2 separate regions of the Mus musculus genome follow, and region 2 is linked to region 1. Evidence: chromatin contacts called from public Hi-C data. All regions are on one chromosome and are shown on one strand. The core of a region is the stretch at or near the end of the contact, and the rest is flanking DNA. Distances in the headings are between cores, read along the strand shown.

Region 1 (7,244 bases), core at 2,090-4,589:
AGTACCAGAAAATAATATGAAAGGGGAACGGGGCGGGATGGGGGCGGAGGGTGACAGAGAGTTAGCACAGCCATTAAGAGCACTGGCTGCTCTTCCAGAGGACCTGGGTTCATTTCCCAGTACCCACACAGGAGCTCACAACTGTCTTTAACTTCAGTTATAGGGGATCAGAAACCCTCACACAAACATACATAAAGCAAAACAATGTACATGAAATAAAAAATAATTTTTAAAAAGGGGATAGGGGACAAGGAGAGTTTTTCTTTTTTATATTCCCAAAGAGAAAAGAAAGAGGTTAATCCTTGTTTAGGAACAGAAGTTACACCATCAGTAAAATCTTCTCCCAGAGTAGCTGCTTTTCATTTATTTGAAAATCACTAACTTTTTAAAAGCATATTTTTACAGCTTTACTACTTCCCCAGAGTTGTGGGACAAAAGATTCAAGGTCCTCCTGAGTTGCCCAAGACCCTATCAAAAGAACTCAGAGCACACAGTTTGCTATAGATTGTTGCAAAGTGTAGTTACAGCTCTGGATTATAAATCAAGTAGATTTACCCACACCAAGTGAAACTGCCCAAATCATATTCTTAGCCAGGAAATGCATCAAATATAGGATTTAGAGAAAGACTGAGTAGTTACAATAAAGAACAGAGTAGGTTAGCAAATACACCCAATCCAACCCACCACCTGCCAATTAGAAATGGTTTTGACTTTTTGTTTTTGTTTGTTTTTTTCGAGACAGGGTTTCTCTGTGTAGCCCTGGCTGTCCTGGAACTCACTCTGTAGACCAGGCTGGCCTTGACCTCAGAAATCCGCCTGCCTCTGCCTCCCGAGTGCTGGGATTAAAGGCGTGTGCCACCACCACGCCCGGCAGGTTTTGACATTTTTTCATAGTGTCGGGTTTGAGGGAAGGATGGAATTGGAGAACGGAGTGTGTGTGACAGAGATCATCTATGGCCCACAAAACCCAGGCAGAGGATGGCATTCAGCTGCATACACAGGTAGGTACTGGGTAGATGAGAATTCTACTATGCTATGACATTAATCAGAAAACCTACATGTACATTCCCCCAAACCTCACTTACATTTAGCTTTGCTAGTGATCAAAATGGCCCTAAAGCTTATATAAGTAAAAACAAAAGAGGTCTTGACTCTCGAATTTACACATGGTAGGAAGCTACCTGGAGACCCAATCCTTGCCCAGGCTGTTATAATCCACTCGAAATAATATGCCCAGTGTCCAGCAGGGCTATAATGGCCTTCCTACTGGCCTGGCCTTTTTCTAATCTCATAACTGTTTTGAAGTACTTATCTAAAATATAAATTATTTTAAACATAAAATTTAACACAGAGAAAAGGAAATTTTTTAGCATTTATTGTAAAACAATTGATTCTTTCATCACCACACCAGACAGTTCAGAACATGGAAATATGTACTTCCACAGTGAATGGTCTCCAAACTGTGCATGTCACTATCTCAACTCCAAAATGCAGGCACAGTAAACTCTCCTAGCAAGCATCACCTATTTTGCAGCAAGCTGAGTGGACACTGGTAAACTAGTTGGCCTTGGGCTGGTACCCTTTGAAGAAAAGTGAAGCTAGATACAAAATAACAGTTACAAAGTTCAATTACCCTCCCTCAGGTAAAATGCAGTTTTTTGAAAACTGTAACTATTCAGATGGGCAGAGCTCTGTGAATTTGAGGCCAGGTTGATCTACAGATCAAATTTCCAAATACAGGGGACCCTGCCTCAAAAAACAAAAACAAAAACAGGGATGGTAGCCTGAGACTATAATCAGCACTTAGAAAGCCAAGGCCAAAAGACTCTAAGCTTTAGGCTAGCCTGGGCTACACAGCAGGGGATCTTGTCTGAAAGACCAACACAAGCTAAGATTTGTAATAAAACTAGTCAGAATTAACAATAAAAATAAACCAAAAAATATTACAGGTGAGGAAGAAAATAGTTGAGACAGGATCTCATACAGCCCAGAGTAGCCTCCAAACTTACTATGTAGCCGAAGCTGACCTTTAACTGATCCTCAAGCCTCCGCCTGATAGTGTTAGGGTTACATAGGCATACACCATCACGGACCTAACAAAGTGTCTGCAGGACACATGAACATACTTAAAATCCACACTTTAGCTGAGTGACGCTTACTTATGGAACTCTAGGAAAGCTGGCCAGCAAGGGAAGGTATTTGGTGAGAGACCAAGGTACCCTTTTTTACCGACCCTAGGCTTCTTTTACAAATTAAACCAAGAAGTTTGAAAATGTTTTTTTCCCACAAAAGGACTAGATATTTAGAGCAAGCAAGCAAGTCATCAGGGAGTCACCTGACCCCGCAGATGATCTCTGCTGATCTTCTAGTGAAAACTGCCATCTACACAAGAGAGCCAACGGACCCATTTCCATCTCTTGAATAAACCTATTCACCTCAGATCCAGGCTTTAACTACAGATCCATTAAGACTGTTACACCAAGCCAGGCGTGGTAGCGCAAGCCTTTAATCCCAGCACTCGGGAGGAAGAGGCAGGTGGATTTCTGAGTTCAGTGAGAGGCCAGCCTGGTCTACAAAGTAAGTTCCAGGACAGCCAAAGCTATAGAGAAACCCTGTGTGTGGGTGGGGGGGCACACGGGACGGACGGACGGACGACTGTTAGACTAGTTTCATACACTACCAAGGTTGGCTGTGGACGGTAACCTAGGACAGAGCCCTTCATTTCACAGTGTGTCAGTGAAAGAACCTAGTGGGGAAACCCCCACTCAATTCCCGATTCGACGTGCACCCAAGAATCACGAACAGACGACCATCTTGATGTAAAAGCATGAGGTGGCTTAATGACGGAGCTCCGGGCCGACACGTATCTCCCGCAGGAGACAGGTGTTGACCACATGGTGGAGCCATAATGGCAGAGCTCCGGTTCAAATCGTATCTCACACAGGAGACAGTGGTTTCGACCCGTGGCTTGGAAGCTAGGGGTTTTTATAGAAAGGGGTGGGGCTGGGGGAGGAATTGGCACGGTTTTACATGATTGGTCCACTTAAACATCAACAGATTGTCAGAAGGGCAGGAGATAGGGAGGCACTAGGCCAGTCAGGACATGTAACAAGGGGCCTGCCCGGGCATGTCCTGGCCTGTTCTGCTATGTTCTCAGCCCCAGGTTTCAAAGCTCACAAACAACTCTTTGGGCTATTTGACATAAATTACATGAATCACATGTCTCAAGTTTTATTTCCTTTCATCAGCACTGACTGTCTGGGAGACATGGGACATCATCTACAGGAGATGTGAGAACCAAGGTCCTGCTCACACAACATCAGCCCATCCAAGGAACTTAAGCATGATTGACTGACAATCAGGTGCTTCCACCAAGTATCAAGAGTATCCTATCCTCTGTGTGGGCTAGTTTTATGTCAACTTGATACATAAAGTAGAGTTATCTGAAAGGAAGGAAACCTCCATAAGATCTGGCTGTAAGGCATTATCTGAATTAGTGGCTGATGGTTGGTTCCATCCCTGGGCTGGCAGTCTCGGGTTCTAAAAGAAAGCAGGCCAGTAAGCAGAACACTCCATGGCCATCAGATCCTACCTTCAGATTCCTGTCCTATTTGAGTTCTTGTCCTGACTTCCTTCCTTTGATTATCAACAGCAATACAAAGTTAAACAAACCCTTTTCTCCCAAAATTGCTTTTTGGTCATTGTGTTTCATCGCAGCAATAGGAATCTCTTCAGTGCCATTAAGTATTCACAGAGACCTGGATTCTATTGCCAGCTGTGGGGCTGCTGGAGCTTGCAGTCCTGAAACCTCATCTCAACACTTTTAAGCCTTAGCAGCTTATCACATTAACTGATTGTGGAAAGTGAGCAGCTGGAATGTACTTCAAAAGAAGCCACCATTTTATCAATACCCCAACAATGCTCCACTTGGAAGCTTAGAGCACTTGCTCTCAAACCTTTATGGGCAAGGAGTCACCTAGAGGTTTTGTAAAATGCAGTCTGATTTCTGACTCAGGAAAGAACAGCTCCGGCATGAGACTCTGTATTATCTACCTGATGCCATAAGTCTGGGATAGTGCCCATCAACTGTTATTCAAAGGGACAACTAAGAATCAATTTAGCCTTTATTTTTATTATCATATTTGAATACAGTAACATAAAAAGCATACTAACGCAAGGGACTGTGTTTACATGGGAGCTACACACCATATGATTGTCCAAAGAGAAGAACAATTACACCAAATGCTAAATTTAAAACACATACTACCAGAAGCTCCAAGTTTCTCTGAAAAGAAAACTGCTGCTGATTGCCCTGTGAATGAACTGTGAACTGCAGGAATAACAAGAACCACATCATCTCTCTGAAGAGCTCTGCTTCGGCTGAGCACTTCTTTCTTTCTGCAGGAAGAAGTGGGGTTCGGCCAAACTCTCAGTCCATACCCTGCCCTGTGTGACAGTTATACCCAAGACTGTCTGGACACAAAACAAAAACGTTGTCTCCAAAAACAACTCAAGATGGTGACGAGTTCAAGAAGTTAAGGCAAGCATTAAAGGAAGCCCTGAGCACAGGGTTCTATGAGACTGCACAGCAACATGCCAGCCCAGTCAAATCTGTCTACATCATTTCAGAATGAGCCCCACTGCAGTCCAAGGGGACCACCAGAGCATATCCACCAGGCTTGCAGTAACACTGCTAGAACAACTCCCACTGCAGCGGCTGCAGTCACCTCAACACCTGGAGCACAACAAACAAATTATACAAAAATAGAAACAGCTGCTTCTGCCCAAGTAACACATAGGAAAAGCCTCAAAAAAGAAAACTTTTACCATTGTTTTAAAGAGTGTTATGAAGAGAATATTTTAAAACTCCCATTATACCTACTTTTCGTGTTTTCTAAACCATGGACACACATACTTCCCCAACTCAAACTCATCCCTATGTATCCAAAGTCTCCTTTCACTCCTAGCCTCTGAGTGATACAAACACCATGTAAGCCATATCTAAGTGTAAAGTCTTTAGTAGCCACATCAGAAAGGTTTAAGAGGAGTCTAGGAGGACAGTTCAGTAAGTAAAGTTTGCTTGTTATATAAGCATGGAGATCTGAATTGAATCCATAGAATCCTGTTGAAGTTTGGTCTTTCACCATCTATTGTAATACTAAGTATGGAGACAACCCCCCCCCCCCCCCAAGACCTTGTTGTCCCAGAGAGAGTATGAACATACACCTTGGTCTAAAGTTACTTCTGATTGGTAAATAAAGATGCCAAGAGCCAATAGCTGGGCAGAAGAGACACAGGTGGGGTTTAGGTTTCATGGGCTTGGGAGTTGGAGGGGACCACGAGGAAGGAGAAGGTGAGAGATGAGAAGGAAGAAGCCTCCACGAGTTAAGAGAGTGTCCAATTATAGTTAAGAGCAGCCCAGATGAAACATATTTAAGTAATAACTCTGGTCTCTATATCTAGCCTAATCACCAAGTATCAGAGCAGCAAGAAATCTTGTCTCAAAACAAGGTGGTTCCTAGGTAATGACACCCCAGACTGTCCTTACACAGCCACACATATACACACACAAAAATAAAAGTGAGGAGCTTGTGGAAATCCAATGTATATGCTACACCTGTATAGCACATGCAAATTGGACTTCTCAATTTGAAGTTTTCAAGAGTCACATGTCACCTACCATACTGTACTGTGCAACAATGAGACCCTGACTCATTTAAGATTGTTGCAGTCACTAACCAAAGATCCTCTTGTAGTACTAAAATAGTCCCTCCAATTGTTCAACAGGCAAAGTTAGTCATTAACAATTTTTCTACATAAAGGCCAATGGAGACAAGGCACAGTAAGACATGCCTGTAATCTTGGCCCTTGGGAGGTAGAGGCACAGGGATTAGCAATGTCAGCTGTAAGACATTAGCTGAGCCATCTTGCCATCTCCAATACAATGCACTCATCTTTTTTTGGGAGGGGTGGTGAGGAGATAGAGAGTCTGGAGACATAGGCCAGGCTGACTTCACACTCCATATTGCCCTGCTTTCATCTCTGGAGTACCCAGATTACAGGAAAGTGGCTAAAAGACACTTTCTTGGAGAAAGCAGAACAAACTCACAGCCTGTTATTGGTTCCTACACAGTTTCTTCAAAGGTGTCAAAAGCAACCAGCTTTGTCATATCCAGGTATCCCAGAACATTGTTGACATCCCTACTTTCCCTTGAGAAAGGAAACAAAGAAATCCATGTAACTTTATTGTTACTGTTAGTTGAGAAAGGATTTCTCTGCTGGCTGTCCTGACTCAATTTATAGACCAGGCTGGCCTTGAACTCACAGAGATCCACCAACCCCTGCCTCCCTAAGGTTGCGATGAACACACCCTGAGCCATATAACTTTTTTTTTAAAGATTTATTTATTTATTATTATATGTAAGTACACTGTAGCTGTCTTCAGACACTCCAGAAGAGGGAGTCAGATCTCGTTATGGATGGTTGTGAGCCACCATGTGGTTGCTGGGATTTGAACTCCTGACCTTTGGAAGAGCAGTCGGGTGTTCTTACCCACTGAGCTATCTCACCAGCCTGCCATATAACTTTTTAAATGCTAATTTACACCACAACAATACTACAGGAGTAATATAAATGGTACTAACTGCTTGAAAAATACAAAACACAAAAAGCCTTAACAGACAAAAAGGAAGTAAAACCTCCAACCTTACTACACAGCAAAGATGCTCTGTGGAAGACTGCCACAGGAGTCCATTATAAAAATAAGCCTCAAGCTGGGTGTGGTTGTGCACGCCTTTAATCCCAGCACTCCGGAGGCAGAGGCAGGCGGATTTCTGAGTTCGAGGCCAGCCTGGTCTACAGAGTGAGTTCCAGGACAGCCAGGGCTACACAGAGAAACCCTGTCTCGAAAAAAAAAAAATGATATACGCTTACGAGCCCACACTCAAGAGGTAGTAGGTATATAGTAGAGAGAAAGAAGTGCTCCAGCTCTAATTGTAAAGACAGAGAGAAAGAAGACCCAGGAGGCTTCAGCAGCCCTGTAGCAGGGAAACAAGCCTCAAGGCCCAGAAGGCAGAAAGAGAAAGGGGAAGGCCAGGCCAAGCCTTGAAGAGCTCAGCATGAATGCATAGCACAGCTCAGTTTTACTGTGAGAAAAATAGACATCATATCATTGACAGTAGTAGGGACCACACACATTACTTTTCTGACTTTCAATGGAAGTGGACAGTGACTTTCTAGACACA
Region 2 (6,634 bases), core at 3,276-5,775, 510 kb after region 1:
AGCTCCCTTCCACTTTGTGCTGGAGCTGGACAGCTTTCTGCAGCATGTGCAACTCTGTCAGCCTTCTGCCTATCCCCATCTACCAACCTCTCTAGTAGATTCCGTTAGTGGCCATCCTTAACTCACCAACTTCTTTCTCCTGCCCAAAGAGCTTCGTTTGCTCCTTTGACCTTCGCTAGGAATAGCCAGAAAACTGCGCTTTTGTGTTCTTTATGTCAGAGATCTGAGGAGCTTCAAAAAGCGAAGAAAAATCAAGTGAAGAGACAAAGTTGCAGTTGTATGTCAAAAACCTTAGTTGGTGGTTCCTCGCCTTTCTGACATGGACTCTAGTTCTTCAGCCCTTCAAAAATAACAGCTGGAGAGATGGCCCCGATGTTCAAGGCATTTCCAGATCTTACACAGGACCCAAGTTCAGTTCCCAGAACTCAGCCAGGTAGCTCACAACTGGCTTGAACTCTGGAGCCAGATCTGACACTTGGGGCTTACTTGGGGACTGCACTCATTTGCACAAACAGAGACACATAATTTTTAAAAATAAAAAAAATAATAACAAAATAAACACCTGTCCCTAAAGGCTACCACACACAACCTCACTGTTACACACACCCAAGTGTGTGAGCCCACAACTGAGAGGGAGGGAGAGAGAGAGAGAGAGAGAGAACATCATATCACATCACATCACACTCTTCAGTCATGCCCTCTGGTGTTGAGGGGGCAGCTATGTCTTCCCTCAGGCTGGCTAAGGGCTGTTTCTTTCTTCAGTCTCCCCTTCCTTCCTTGCTTCTCCCTTCTCTGTGTCTCCCTGGGTAATGGGGATTTGGACTATTCAAGCAGTTGTAGGTAGCTACACCTGTGTCTCACTCTTTCCTCCCGCAGCCTGCCTGTCCTAGCTGGTGTCTGGTTCTTTTTTTTTTTTTTTTTTTTAAAGATTTATTTATTATATGTAAGTACACTGAAGCTGTCTTCAGACACTCCAGAAGAGGGCGCCAGATCTCGTTACGGATGGTTGTGAGCCACCATGTGGTTGCTGGGATTTGAACTCCTGACCTTCGGAAGAGCAGTCGGGTGCTCTTACCCACTGAGCCATCTCACCAGCCCTGGTGTCTGGTTCTTTTTCTTTATTTTCTTTCTTTCTTTCTTTCTTTCTTTCTTTCTTTCTTGTTCTTTTTTTTCACTTTTTTTCTCTTTTTTATTTTTATTTTTATTTATTTTTTTTTTTTGGTGTCTGGTTCTTGCTGGTCTGTCTCCTCCTCTTTCCCTACTCAGTTACTTCAAAGGAGCAGAAGTCAACTTCTCATTTTGAACTGAAATTCATGCAGAAACATTTTCCACGCCCAACCCTGCCCCTAGCCCCTCCCCAGGCTTTGACTCTGTGCCCTGTGGATCATAAAATACTGACCATTCCCCTTTCCCACAGCACAGTCCTGGCCTTTCTGCCCCTTCTATAGAGCACAGACATGTGTGGGGGCTAAGGGACTACTGGATTCCCAGTCCCTATTGGACCCCAGGCTGAGCCTGCCCTTTCTTATTGTGTTCATCTACTCCCCTCTCAGTTCCTGGCTGTATCTGGGATGCATCTGCATCCGTAGAACCTGGGACAGGTGTATATGCATGCACTGTAGCGTCACATTCTCAACTACTGTCAGCTCCCTCAGGCCCCAGTTTTCATCACTGAGGTTCTGGGCCTGTTGGGAGCTATTAAGACAACTCTTGATCTCTGAATTGGGCCTCTCCCCCGAGAAGAAAAGGGAGTCAAAAGCGGGCCACCACACACCGATTCTGAGAACAACCACAGAATGTTCCAGCCCTAAGTCATCACAGATGTCCCGACCAAACCCTGATACCACCAAGTTCCTGCTTCCCTGTGTAACTGCCTAAAAAATGTGCAAATTCTATTGCCCCCAGCCCCCCACTGATAAGTACTTCTCCTTTTGCTTGTATTGCCCCACCCCTCCTGCTGATAAGTATCTGTACTTCCCCTTTTGCTTGTGCATTTAAGCCTTGGGCCTTTCTCAATGCAGTGGGGTCTTGATGCAATTCAGAAGGTTTCCTTGTCATTATTCGCACAAGACCCTCGTCTCTCTCTACCCTCCCCCCCAATTTGGTTCTTAGGAGAAGGTCCCCTCAAGACCCTCGAAAAACTGGACCTGCTGGACGGGTCATGGGCCCTTCTTGTGTTCTTGAATTTTTTTTTTCTTGCCTGGTGGAAACTGCTAGCTCCTAACAGTGGGCTCTGTTTAGACTGCATAAGCTGGCCTTAAACTTGTAGCAACTCCTCTGCCTCAGTCTCTTAAGTGCTGGAACTACAGGTATATCACTGAACCTGTTACTCTGCTCTCAAAGATATAAAGGAAGAAGAAAATCTACACTCTAGCCCTCCCCCTCCCCCAACCCATACTTTGGGTTACTGCCTTATTCAGAGTATCTGGCCCAAGAACTAGAGGACTTTATGTAGTTATAAGTACAGATTTTTGACCTGTAATCCCATCACCTGAGAGACAGAGATAAGACTCCTAGTTAGCTAGTCAGACATGCTGGAATTGGTGATCTTGAGTTTATTTGGGATTCTGCCTCAATTAAAAAAAAAAAAAAAAAGGGCAGAGAGCCATTGAGGAGGGTGCCTGGTGTTGAAAGACCCTCGAGGGGAGACCCTCACTCAGACACTCAAGTCCCGGGACAGCCGCGTACCCAAGAAGACACTGAGACCATACATAAAATGTAGAAGGCAAGATTTAATAAAGCAGCGACATGAAAGCACACAGACCAGAGCTCTGGGGTCGAAATAAAGCAGCAACATGAAAGCACACAGAGCTCTGGGGTCGAAACTCATACACCTTTGCACAGGGTAGAGGAGTCTCGACGACCAGCCAAAATTTTTCACAGGCTTATATAGTAAAACTCAAAGGGGGAGAACTGGGCAGGGAAAGTACAAGTTTACATCACTAGGGAGTTCTGCCAAGGGACAAGGGGTTCTGCCAAAGGATTCTACGTAACTAAGGAGTACCTGGTTCATTTTGAGGTTGTTTCAGGAGGCCTTTATCTCAAAAATGTTCTTGGTCGAACTTTAGGGTGAGGAGTTTTGGGGTGAAAAGTTTAGGAGTGTTCCGAGAACAACCTTTAGATGGGAGGGGGTGGGCTCCGAGGTAAAAAGTTCATGTTCTCACAAGAGGCCAGTAATTTTTCATTCTTCAGTGTCAACTTCAGACCTCCACACACAGGTGTGCGCGTGTGAACATGCATTCATATACATGCAAACACACACATGTGCAAAAAGAGAACTGAGCTGGGCTGAGCTGAGTAAGATTATGTATGACTAGAATCCCAGCCCTCTGGAGGCTGAGGCGGGAGGATTGTGACTGCAAAGGAAACCCGACCTGAAGACTGAGGTACTGTCTAAAAATTACTTCCTAAAATCCTGGGGAGGAGGCCAGAGACTCTTCTGTTCCCACCAACGGTATGGAAGGAATCCCTGCATCTTCTCACCTGGAAGGAATCCAATCCCAGGGAGAGATGAACTCCAGTTCCACAGAGTGTGGTTTTCATGCCTGTGACACTCCAAAATACAGGAAACTGCCAGGAGGAAGCAGAAGGTGTGGCCCTGGGCCAGAGGCGGGCCAGCTTCCCTGGGCAAAAGGATGGGATATGTATGTTTGCGAGGGTTTTGTTGCTGAATCATAGTGACTTGACTAGATTGCTACAATTTATCCATTTACCAGCTGGGGCGCAGCTGAGCTCACAGGGATGATGGATTCAGCTGCCCGACGGGATTGCATATTAGTTGGGTAAACAGTAGAGCTCACGCTACGTGTGTAGTAGAGAGACAGCTGAGTCATGCCGGAAGAACACATTTCACTTGCTAAGATGCTGCCAAGGTAGCTGGAATGTTTTCCGCTTCCACCAGCATTGTGGAAGAACTCCTCCAACCTCCCCAGCGCGAAGCAACGAAGCAGCAGCAACAACTGCAGCTTTCTTTCGCCTTGCCATCCAAATGGATGTGGTGCTGCTCAGTGGTAGAGGGCTTGCCTTTTTTTTTTTTTTGCCTGAGGACTGAGCTTTGATTTCCAGCTGGACATTTTGTCGTGTTCTGTCTTGGTTGTGTTAACTTAGTTTCTTGTGTTGAGTTTCTTTTCCTGAGCTTTTTTGCACATGGGTACATTGTCTCTGTTTAAGTACCATTTCCTATCTTCTGCATAGCTGTCTGTGCTGTACCACCTTTAATCTCGGCAGTCAGGAGACAGAGATAGCCGACCTCTGTTTATCTTTTTCCAACAGTCTTCAACAGTCTCCAACAAATGTTTTACTCACCATTTTATTCTACAGTTTAAGTTGTTTTACACACACACACACACACACACACACTCATACAATTGTTCATGGGCCCTGCCAACTCTATCAAAGGCTGACCTCAAACCCTCCACATATTGGAAAATGACCTTGAACTTCTGATCCTCCTACTTCTACCTCCTTAGTGCTGGAGATGCAGGTGTGTCCCACCACACCCAGTTTCTATGGCGCTGGGGGTGGAACTCTGAACTTTGTGCCTGTTAAGCACACATTCTGCAAACTGAGCTACACGCCCAGCCTGATTTATCTGTATTTAAGACACGGTCTTGGGAAAAGTGAAGAACGAAATTCAAGTGAGCGGCAACCTGGAAGAAGGAACTGAGAGAGAGACAAGTCTGAGCCTGCCCTACTTTGATGAATCTGCCGGGTCATCAGTGAGCAGTTACTGGCGCTAACAAAGAACTTCAAGAACGAGGAGAGTCCTAAGGAGGAGACTGGGCCTTGGCTGACAAACTCAAACTGACAAAAGGATAGGATTATCCAGTGTTAGGATTTGGTTCTTCTATAAAAGGCAGGAGATGAAGCTGAAGTGGTTGGCTGAGGCCCACAATTATTGGAAAATATGTAGCTGCCATTTGACACCAAGAGGGACCACCAGGCAGAACCCCAAGGAGCCCTCTCAAAATGACCCTGGACATCCCGAAGCTTTGGAAGCCTCAAAGAGTCTCATGCTCTTCCTGGTACCAAAGCAGAGATGGCATGTCACAGGATTTCTGACTCCTTGAAGTTGGGGCAGGGGTCTGTTGGGTTTTATGTCTCTAGGCAGTACATGAATAATAGAGCTTGCATCCATAGAAACTAAAATGACTACTTTAAAAGAAAAGAAGAAGAAGAAGGAGGAGGAGGAGGAGGAGGAGGAGGAGGAGGAGGCAGGGCCTTGGGACTAACTCAGGTTAGTCTGAGGCTCCTGAGCTGTCGCCATCCTCCTGTCTCAGCGTCCCATGGAGCTAGAACTTTAAGTGTCGTTTACTGCAACCACCAGCTTTTTATATTTTCATCTTTCAGTTTTATATGGTATGTGAATCTGTTATTTACTGTTTCAACGTTGAGAAAATCACTTATTTATTTATTGTGTCATGCAAGGGAGTGTCACATCATGCTTGGTGGCAATGCCTTTATCTGCTGAGCCATCTTGCTAGCCCACTCTTTATTCTATTTTACACTCCTAACTGTCCTTTTTGTGCTTCTGTATTTCCACAATGTGCGTCCTCTGTGTGTACTTGGCTCTGCAGAAGGCTGTTGCAGTTGATGCAACGGGAACTTGTGAGACACTTGCGCCCCCTGGTGGACTTGATCAGTCTATTGTTTTACTTTGCCAAACTAGGATTTATTAAAACTCTGGTTTTAGTTGCCAACCTTAGTGGCTTCAAGGAGCTGAATCCCAGGGAAATGAGATGACAGCCAATCTCTTGTCACCCGCAAGCAGATCCTGAGATGAGAGGCTCTCCTCAAGACCCTTGGGGCAGGAAGGACTTCCAGACTCTAATATGTCAGTCTTAGAGCATTTGAGGAGAAAGCATGGATAGGAGAAATTCCCTCTTCCCCCAGCACCTCTCTCCAGCACAGTCTGCAGCCATCTGACCGGGAATGCCCGCAGCTGCATTAGGTCAGTAAGTGACAGTGTGACAGCAACGACAGTCCTTCCTCAACCATGGGGGACCAGTGGTAAGGACTGGGTGACAGTGGTCCCATGGCCTCCCTTTGTCAATACCTTCATGCACTCTCAGTCTCAAACTTCACATCTACACACACACACACACACACACACACACACACACACACACACACACACACGTCAACCACCTGTCTCTTAGAAGTATGTCTGCTCAACAACCCCTAACCTCTTGTTTTTGTTTTAATTTTGATTTATCTTATGTTACATGCACGAGTGTTTTGCGTGCATGTATGTGCATCACATGCACCATGGTGCTCTTAGAGGTAAGAAGAGAGCATCAGATCCCCTGGAACTGGATGTATGGATGCTGTGACCACTATGTGAGTGCTGGACACTGTACCCGGGTCTCTGAAAGACCTTCTAACCACTGAGCCGTCTCTCCAGCTTTTTTTTTTCTCATTTTTTTCCCCCCTGAAACAACTTCTCTCTGCAATTTGCTAGTGGAGTTGAGGTTAGTGTGTGCTAGGTCACCACAGAATGTGAAGGCTTGGACTGAAGAGATGGCTTAGTGGTTAATAAGAGTAGTGACTTGAGCTGGAGAGATGGCTCAGCGGCTAAGAGCACTGGCTGCTCTTCCAGAGGTCCTGAGTTCAATTCCCAGTAACCACATGGTGG

The links. Hi-C and Micro-C count contacts between places; a contact is called where the count stands out from the background.
Region 2: a Hi-C map of embryonic stem cells shows a contact between it and region 1, with 5 times the contacts expected there. A contact is called at or near these places in 1 of 39 promoter capture datasets (cranial neural crest), 1 of 484 Hi-C or Micro-C datasets (embryonic stem cells) and 1 of 9 other capture datasets (adipose tissue).

The regions. Positions count from the first base shown.
Region 1 is chr19:3,530,467-3,537,710 of GRCm38.p6, forward strand. All of the region lies in intron 2 of Ppp6r3 (protein phosphatase 6, regulatory subunit 3), which reads right to left. Among named protein-coding and RNA genes, the nearest start is that of Ppp6r3, 42 kb to the right of the region's middle.
Region 2 is chr19:4,042,441-4,049,074 of GRCm38.p6, forward strand. No RefSeq gene overlaps it. Among named protein-coding and RNA genes, the nearest start is that of Gstp2, 3.5 kb to the left of the region's middle.